Regions from separate parts of the Triticum aestivum genome. Here region 2 is linked to region 1. Evidence: chromatin contacts called from public Hi-C data. All regions are on one chromosome and are shown on one strand. The core of a region is the stretch at or near the end of the contact, and the rest is flanking DNA. Distances in the headings are between cores, read along the strand shown.

Region 1 (4,481 bases), core at 944-3,443:
GAAGCCTGAGAAGCTTGATTTCACGGAGTATGCGTGCAGCATCCGATATATGCTCAAAAATGTTGTGTATCTTCTTTATTGCAACCTTCTCTCCTGTTTGTGTATCATTTGCAGAACATACAAGTCCATAACTACCTTTGCCTATGACCTCCAGAACTTTGTATCGATTAGTATCGCCATATTCAGTAAAGAAATCAATTTCCGCTGCACTCTGAATTAGAGAAAATAGTCAGATAACTAATACCGTTACACATTAAACCTACCAAAGACAGAAGACAATGACCATCCATGATGGTACTACCACTTGGTTACTCTATGATCAAAAGGAAAATGTGTACTTTTGACCCCTAAACTATTGTTTTGGGTGTAGATCTGGTCGTCAACTCCTAAAACGGTACTTTCACCCTTCAACTCTCAGTACTGTATACCTTTGCTCAATCGAGGTGGTTTTGACTGTTCCAAAATGGTTTTGATCGTTGCGGCATCTACATGTAGGCCAAATCACATATCTGCAGTCTTACCAATTTCCTCCCAGAAATTCCTAAAATTTAATTAAGAAGCATAAAAAGGCAAAATATATATATACTTCAAACGAAGATATCAATGCATCTAGCAAAAAGACATCAGTTTTGAAGAAACGGAGAAAATTATCAGAAAGGGGAAAAAAGAGTAAAATCATACACAGCATAATGGGGTAAAAAAACTCGAGAAACTCTTTTTATTTACAAAAACTCATATTTTCAAAAATCAAGAAAACAAAAAATAGTCAAAAGGAAAATCAAGAAATTGCAAATAAAAGGAGATTATGACTCGTTTATTAAATTGCTTTTCTTCTAATAAACCAAAAAATGTCGGATTTGCTCCTTTTTTCTCTCTCAAATTCCTTGTAAATGCAGAATATGAAATATCATTTTTTATTATATTTTCCTTTTTTGTTTTCTTTCTCTGCTTTTTAAATAGGTTTGTGGATTTTTGGAACGAGATTAGTGATGCAGCAGACACATGGTGCTGGCGCTGCATCAGTAAAAACCGCTTTGAAACGGTCAACCCGTCTTGAGTGACAAAAAGTACACGAAATGACAGTTCAAGGGCAAAAATATCTGGTCGTGGGACCAGATCTACACCCAGCCAATAGTTTAAGGGGCCAAAGATACATTTCCGAATCAAAACACTGCTGCAAATTAATCACAGATGTTCAGTGGTATTGATGTCAAAACCAGAGCAAGTCCCTCTCCGCCTACAAATTAATCATCCAGCGTCAGTATGACATACTAGCTTGCAAGCAAACAGTGGAATGGAGCAAAGGTTTTCCGCTGTTACTACCAGGTAGATATAAAGATATTCCTTTGATATGTAATCACATACTCCAGAGCCAAGAACTACGCACACCTCTCACTGCAAATTTACAATTCACTTACTTTGTAGCATGTGGAAAAATAAATTATTACTCCCTCTGTAAACTAATATAAGAGAGTAGTGATCTAAACGCTCTTATATTAGTTTACAGAGGAAGTACTACCAAAGAGTGAAGGAGGTGTCCCTAGAAACAGCAGCTACTTTGTAGAATAACAACATTAGCAAACAAAAATGTCCCAAAGTCATAGCATGTCCCCTAGTTTTATTCGCTTAAACTAATATTAAACCCATTTGGACCTCTTACTCGAATTGCCATCATCCCAAACATTTTCACTACACCCATCCATCTAAACAGGCAAAGCCAAAGAATACAAGAGCTCGAACCTTCTTGCGCAAATCGCTGTTCTGCATCTCGGAGCCCGTGGTGGAAGCTTCACAAGATCGACCTTTCTTTCTTTCTTTTCCCTCCTGCCACGATCCCGCCAGACAGACAGACCGGCCGTGGATGTCCTTGCTCAGGCCGGGTCAGCCGCACTTGCCCCACCGGCTCCTGCTCCGAATCGCGTTCCCGCAGTCGTTCCTGCTCCTCATACACCCCTCGCCGCCACCGTACGTGGCTGCCGTGGCCGCCGCCACGGCCGGGTTTTTGTACGGTTCGGGAAGATCGCGAGCCGGCGGCAGTCGCTTCGGATCTGGGGGGAGGGGGAGGGGGCGTCGTGCGTGGAGAGAGCTCGTCGGCGTGCTGTGGTGAGGCAGCGGAGGAAGCTGGGGTGACGATGTGGGAGGGATATTTTCTCTTCTCTTTCTCCTCTGTTTTCTCCGCGTGCGTGGCAGCTATACCTCGTGGATTCTCGGTGGCGTTTCGCCGTTTCCAAAGGTAGATCACAAGACTCGGGCTCTCTTTAGACCAAAAATATAATTTCTTTAGACTGAAAATACATTGATGACAGGGATCACGGAGGGTCCGTCCCACGTTGGGTGACGGTTAGGTTAGGTCCGGCGATCACGGAGGCGACTGCGCCCCCGGGTCTCGTTGGTAGTTCCCGTCCAGTCTCAATCAGATCTCGCCGCCGATCAGCCGGGTGCAGAGCCGTCGCTCCTGTACTCCTGGCCGTGGTGCGAGCCCCGCCCCCACCATAAGCCTCTCGCGTGCGTCCTAGGGCACGCGACCGTAATACACCACTTCTAGGTTTCCCCTGAGGCGTTGAGGCGTGCTAGATCAATGGAGAAGGTGGCCGGTCTGTTGGAGCAGATGAAGCTTTCGGAGGAGGAGAGGAAGGGGTGAAGATCAGGTGGGCGTCGAAGGCGAAGGGGAACGAAGGGGAGATCAAGGCGATTGGCAAGGTACTGTCTGAGAGGCCGGCGCACCCGGATGCGATCAGCTTCTCGCTGGGGCGATGTTGGTGTCCGTTGAAGGGGGTGGACTGCAAGGAATTGGGGGAGAACATCTTTCTGTTCACCTTCAAGCAGGAATCAAGGAAGAGGAAAGCGTTGGAGGAAGGACCATGGATGTTTGACAATGATCTAGTGGTCATGGTGGATTTCGTGCCTAGCAAGAGAATCGACCAGTATGTGTTCGAGGAGGTGCCGATCTGGGTTAGGGTTTTTGGCCTGCCGCTAAGGAAGATGGAGGAGGACACGGCGAAGGACATTGGTAATTTGGTGGGGAAGTTTGTAGAGATGGGCATGGGGGCTGATGGTTCCAGGATGGGAAGGTACCTGCGCATTAAGGTTCGTATGCCAATATCTAAACCAATCATGCGAGGTTTCTACCTGGATGTAGAGGAGGAGAGTGATGAGGAAAGGATGGGGGAGGGAGCAAAGAGGAAGGAAGAAGAAAGGCTGTTCTGCAAGTTTGAGTATGAGTTCCTCCCGGACTTCTGCTATGTGTGTGGGATGCTTGGACATGTGGAGAAGGGGTGCTCGGTGAGGTTGGGGAAGGGGGAGAAGGCACAATATGGGAAGTGGTTGCGGGCTGACATGGGAAGACGCGGGGGAGAAGAAGGGCGGATGTGGAGAGGCAATTATTATGGCAATGGCAGTGGGAGTGGCTCTGGTGGGGGAAGGAATCTTGGCAGCAGAGGGGCAGGGGGGAGATCAAGGAGCGACAGCCTCAATTGGCATAAAACTGACTCAGGGTCCAGCAGGGATAAATCGGAGGATGGGGAGGAGGTGAATAGCCCCAGTAAACTAGTCAGTGCAAGAGGGGGATTGATGCAACGGAAGAGGCTGGAGTTCGGGGAGGCTGGCAGGGGCGCAACGGGTAGCGAAGTCGGGGTATTGGCAGTGAAGGGTAGCGAGGTTGATCAGTCAGTTGCGAGGAAGGACTCTGGGCAGGAAGTAGGTGACAATGGGGGCGGCAGCACTGTCGGGGAAGATAAGGAGAAGCCCGCGAACCGTGTTAATGTTGGAGAGACAGGGAGGAAGGTCGGCTATGTTCCGAAAACTTATAAGAAGATTCGAAGGGAGGAGAAGCAAGGAGGTGTGGAGAAGGAAGGGGCTGGCAAGTTAACTGGCCAGAAGCGAGGCAATGAGAAGGGAGAGGAGTATGAGGCCATGAAGAAAGGAAGGGTGGAGAAGGAGGGTGGAAGCCAGGTGGAGGTGGATAACACAAACTTAGTATCGGCCGGGCTGCAAGTGCAGCCCCGCCGGGAGCAATGAGAATCGTCAGTTGGAACTGCCGGGGACTCGGGAACGGCCCGGCAGTTCGTGGCCTCTTGGATCTCAAGAGGGCGGAGGATCCCGATGTGGTGTTCTTGTGTGAGACTAAGTTGTTCGAAAAGGAGTTAGAGCGGTATCGGTGGAAGTTGGGGTTGGTTAATATGTGTGTTAGGAACCCAGAAGGAAGAAGTAGGGGGCTAGCAATACTGTGGAGGAGGGGAGTTAATCTATCTTTGAGATCAATGGGAAGAAGGCACATCGACGCAGACATCACAAAGGAGAATGGAGTGGTGTGGAGATTTACCGGGGTCTATGGCGAGTCGCAGGCCAGCAGAAAGAAGGAAACTTGGAGAACACTACATCTTTTGCAGCAGCAACATCAGGAGGGAAGACCCTGGCTTTGTATGGGAGACTTTAACGAGATATTAAGTAACGAGGAGAAGGGGGGTGGAGTGGATAGAGCG
Region 2 (4,481 bases), core at 688-3,187, 150 kb before region 1:
TCTTCAAAGTAATCATCATCATCACCATCATCATCTCCACTATTACCACCACCATAGCCAATTCGTTTCCCATTGTCTCCACCACCACCACCAGTTGCCAGCTATAGTGTTTTGTAAAGATACGAATCGTAAATGAACGAAGTTGTACATACTTTCCTAAGAGACAAGATACTAAACAATACCAAGCGCGCACGAGAAAACATTAAATATTAACAGACAAACTACCATTTCAAAGTGGAACATCCAAAAGCATATCCGCAGGAAGAAATTGTCAAGTTAAATAGAAACTGACAAATTGATTGAAAGGAATTTCATAGGATTTTTGGAGTGTTTGAATCCTTCAGAAATTTTCCTGTATGGGTTGCTTGATTCGCAGGATTAGAATCCTTGGGAAACTTCCTATGGATTCCTTTGCATTCTACTTTGGAGGAAAATTTTCATCCACTCAAACCTCTTGCTACAATTCATTAGTTTTCCTGTGATGTCAAACACTTTTTTATGCAAATTCCCAAAGTTTTCTAATCATATAAGATTCAAGATGAGATGGCACTCCAACCCTGTGTTTTTCTTATTCCTGTGTTCTTAGAATCGCGCGAATCAAAAGAGGTCTTCAAAGTGGAATCTCCAAAATACCTAAGTGCGGCACTGGACAACTTAAACTACACCCAATTTTTTGCACTTGAATGCCCTCTAAGTTCAGCTTGAAGATAAAAGAGATCTCCACCAATTTACATATTGCTGTATATGAATGTTTTAGAATATTAACAATTTGGGTGAGGATGAGCAGCCAAATTTGTGCATTAGGAGTTAAGTACATATAAAATAATTACAATCAACATTTTGACGGCCCAAAAACAAAACCGACCAAAAGAATTTAATCTTAATCCCTCTATGTGCACTAGTGCAATGAACGCATACACATTAGCACTATTTATGAACACTTTATACCATTAGAATCCCCATGTTCTGGTTTGGTCCAATCACCCTTGTCCAGAACACGCCATAGGGACTCAAGTTATATAGACCACAGTTTTGACAGAACTATATCTGCGATGCCACGGAATCACAGAGACGTTATGGAAGTGAGTTGTTGAATGAGAAGTGGACGAATGTGATTCATCCGAGCATTCTCTGTATAGCTTCCACTGTAGTACTTGGCCTCCGAACCACAGATCATGGACGGAAGCCTTTTTTGGTAGTACTTGGCCTCCCAATACGAGCTCCGTTTGGGCAGCAGAGAACCACAGATCATGGACGAAACGTATGCTGAAGGCGCGCACACACACAGAGATAAACTGCCAATTCCAACATCTCAAAGGACGCAACTCACGTGACACGTGTTCGTTCACTCATCTTGTAACACCAGCATCGGAATTCAGTAGTGCCTTCCGTTTCACGCAAGTGATAAAATCATAAAATCCAAGCTACAACACCAAGGAATCTTAACCAACGGCGTGACGAACGCACCTCGGGCTGGACGCCTTTGAGCCTCTTCTGGGAGAGGTCAAGCTTCGCCTTCTGGAGCGTGGCGGCCCCGAACGAGCCGCGCTGCCTCCCGCCCTTCATCTCCGGCGGGCCGGAGGCCGGCGCCGGGGTCGCGGCCAGGCACCGCTCGAGGCCAGCCGCGGCGCGGTCGCGGTCGCGGTCGCACCGCGAGGGGGGCGAGGAGGACGAGGAGACGGCGGCGACCCGGAGGCGGGTGCGGGGGAAGCGGACGAAGCGGGCGGGCGGGCGGGGCTGCGAGCGGGCGGGCGCGGCGAGGAGGCCGTGGTGGGAGACGGCGAGGGAGGCGGCGGAGGCCATGGGTGGCGGCGGGATGGGATGGATGGGATGGTGGCGTTGGTGGCTCCGCCGGCGGTGGGGCTTGGCTGCCTGCCTTCGAAGCCGAAGCGCCGCGGCACGAAGAGGGGCTTATCTGCTCTCTTGGAGTTGTTTTGTGACTTTTGTCTGTGTGGGGCCCGGGCTGCGTACTTCTCTCTCTTTTTATTTCGTGTGGGGGTTTTTGTTCAAAGCCTGTTCGCTTGCGCTGGGAAGATGCGGCTCGCGGCCGCCGCCGGGGGTTGGTGGGTGGTATTATGCCGCGGTAGGCGAGATCAGTCGGCCGGGGCAGGATGCGACGTCCGCCCGTCGGCCTCAGGGTCGGGATCTCCCCTTCGATTTTGCCTCGTATTCCCTCGCCTCTAGATCTCTCCTGGATCGCCTAATTTGTGCGAGGGAGGAATGCACATTTTTCATATCCAAATGAAGGATTTAGTTACAAATCGAAAGTCAGACTTTTGGCAAATCGGAAGTTTTAAATGACGAATTATGTTAAGGGAAGCACTCTGCGCCGGCGCGCCGGCTGAAACTTTCAGCCGGTCGGATGTGCACCGTCCGATTAACGTAAACACAACCGTTCGATTGTCTCCTTTATCCAAACAGCTTCGTTCTAAAATGCGATTCTAATACAGCGAGGCACGGCTCACCCACGGCCGCCGTTCGAAGCACCTGGCGTCGGCGTCGCGAATCCCGGTCAGGCGCTCGAAGCTCCCCGGAGTTGCCTCGCCGTCGACGCTCGCCGCCGCCGTCGGTCGCCGCCGTCGATGCTTGCATTTTTGAGCTGCTGGTTGCAGCCCCGCTGCACGCCGGCAGCAGCTCCCCCACACTTCCTCCTCGAACTTTGCGGTCGTGGGTAGCCGTCACTGGCCACGACGCTGCTGCTCATAGGTGACAGCTCCGCCGCTGGTGGCACCTCCCAGTTGCAAAGGTCATGGAGGCGGCAAAGTAACTCGCGAAAACCACTATATGTAGTTCCAGCAAAAAATTGCATCGCTTGTAACTTTTCTTGTCGCTGGTTGTAGCTCGCCGTGCGCAAGTCGTAGCCTCGATCTTCTCTGGTTCCAGCAAAAAGAAGACGGTTGTAACAAATGGCATTGCGGGTTCCAGCAGGTGGCCTCATGGTTGTAGCATTCTCAACATTGCCGCCTCTGGTTTTGCGGCCGTCGCGCCATCGTGGTCACCGCGGTCACCGCGCATAATAGCAAAACATTATGCCGGTTCCAGCATCTAGCGATAGCGGTTGCAGCATCTGTGGACACATGGTCACCGTGGTCACCACCATAGTAGCAAAACAATATGCCAGTTGTAGCACTTTGGATCGCCGGTCGTAGCATATTTGGACGCCGGTTGTAGCAAAAAAAATGTCAGTTTTTGCTGGAATGGGGCATCGGTGGTGCTACAACCAACCACGGGATTTGCTGGAACTGAACATTAGTGGTGCTACAAAAACAGCCATGAAATTTGCTGGAACCGGCTTTCTTCCAACCATGGCGTTTATGTTTTCTTTTGCTTCAACCGCAGAGGTCAAAGCTGCAACCAGTGTTGCGCAGTGCTGGAAAGGTTCAGTAGGTAATGGACGGAGGAGGTGACCACGGTAAATGGCTGACCAATGTCGACGAGGGAGCTGGGCTGCAAGCGGAGGCGACGGCGAAGCTGCATCTGCTGGCGCGAGCGCTCTAGCTTTTTTTCAAGAGAGAGCTGAGCTGCATCTGCTGTGCGCGGCAGCTGCAGCTTTTTTCGAGAGAGAGCTTGCACCCTGATGTGATGCGGCCGTCGGGGGCGAGCCGGGATGGTGCTGGAGGTCTCCTCGCCGGCCGGCTGTGCAGTAGGCGCGCGCGCTCGTGGGCGAAAGAAGGGATAAGGGGGCGCGTGCGGGAAAAACGGAACCGCCAGATTAGATCAATTGGGATCGAGTGAGCTCGCGAGACCGGCCGAAGTTTCGGCCGGCGTGCCGTACCCAAACATTTTCCTTATGTTAATGTGCGGATGAGAATTTCCTTTAGCAAGTAAGTACTCCATCCGTCCGGAAATACTTGTCACAGAAATGGATAAAAATAGATGTACTTAGAACTAAAATACATCTAGATACATCCATTTCTTCGACAAGTATTTTCGGACGGAGGGAGTAGTACTATAGGAGTATATGATAAATCTTTCCAAATGATAACGCCCACATGTGTGGCATATCTGCACTTCGCCTACACGCTTTGATCTCCGTCTGTTAGAGCAACTCCAACGGGGCGACCCAAACGGACGGCACTTTTATCTGTTTTTTGTTCGTTTGGGTCGGCCGGCTGCCTGGCATCCGCCTGTTTTAGATTTGGGTACCCAAAGCGCCGACCCATATGTGCCGACGTGGCCAGCTGCCCGCCATATTTTAATAAATAGTTCTTTTTTGCATTGTTTCACACAATGGCGGAGCTACGGACAATTTATTGGACGAGCCAAAATTGGATCGGCCAAAGGAAAGCCTGAAAAAATTAAGTTCTTCAGCTGATTTTACCCTGACACCTACTGTTTTAGCCATAGGTTGGGCGGGCCATAGCACAGTTTTACTTGTGCATAGCTCCGTCACTGGTTTCACACACAACTTTTGCATTCAAACATATAGTCAAATAACATAGTTTCAATCGAATAAAATATCATAGTTTTACAAGCCAAAT

The links. Hi-C and Micro-C count contacts between places; a contact is called where the count stands out from the background.
Region 2: a Hi-C map of leaf shows a contact between it and region 1, with 5 times the contacts expected there. The contact joins the promoter of LOC123158205 here to the promoter of LOC123155839 in region 1. A contact is called at or near these places in 3 of 5 Hi-C or Micro-C datasets (leaf and an unstated tissue).

Annotation. Positions count from the first base shown.
Region 1 is chr7B:462,026,257-462,030,737 of IWGSC CS RefSeq v2.1, reverse strand. It overlaps LOC123155839 (mitogen-activated protein kinase 11), which reads right to left and starts at 2,193. Exons shown (of 9, transcript XM_044573983.1): 1 at 1,741-2,193; 2 at 1-211. The coding sequence starts at 1,767.
Region 2 is chr7B:462,179,255-462,183,735 of IWGSC CS RefSeq v2.1, reverse strand. It overlaps LOC123158205 (protein RETICULATA-RELATED 1, chloroplastic), which reads right to left and starts at 1,937. Exons shown (of 8, transcript XM_044576286.1): 1 at 1,468-1,937; 2 at 1-101. The coding sequence starts at 1,803.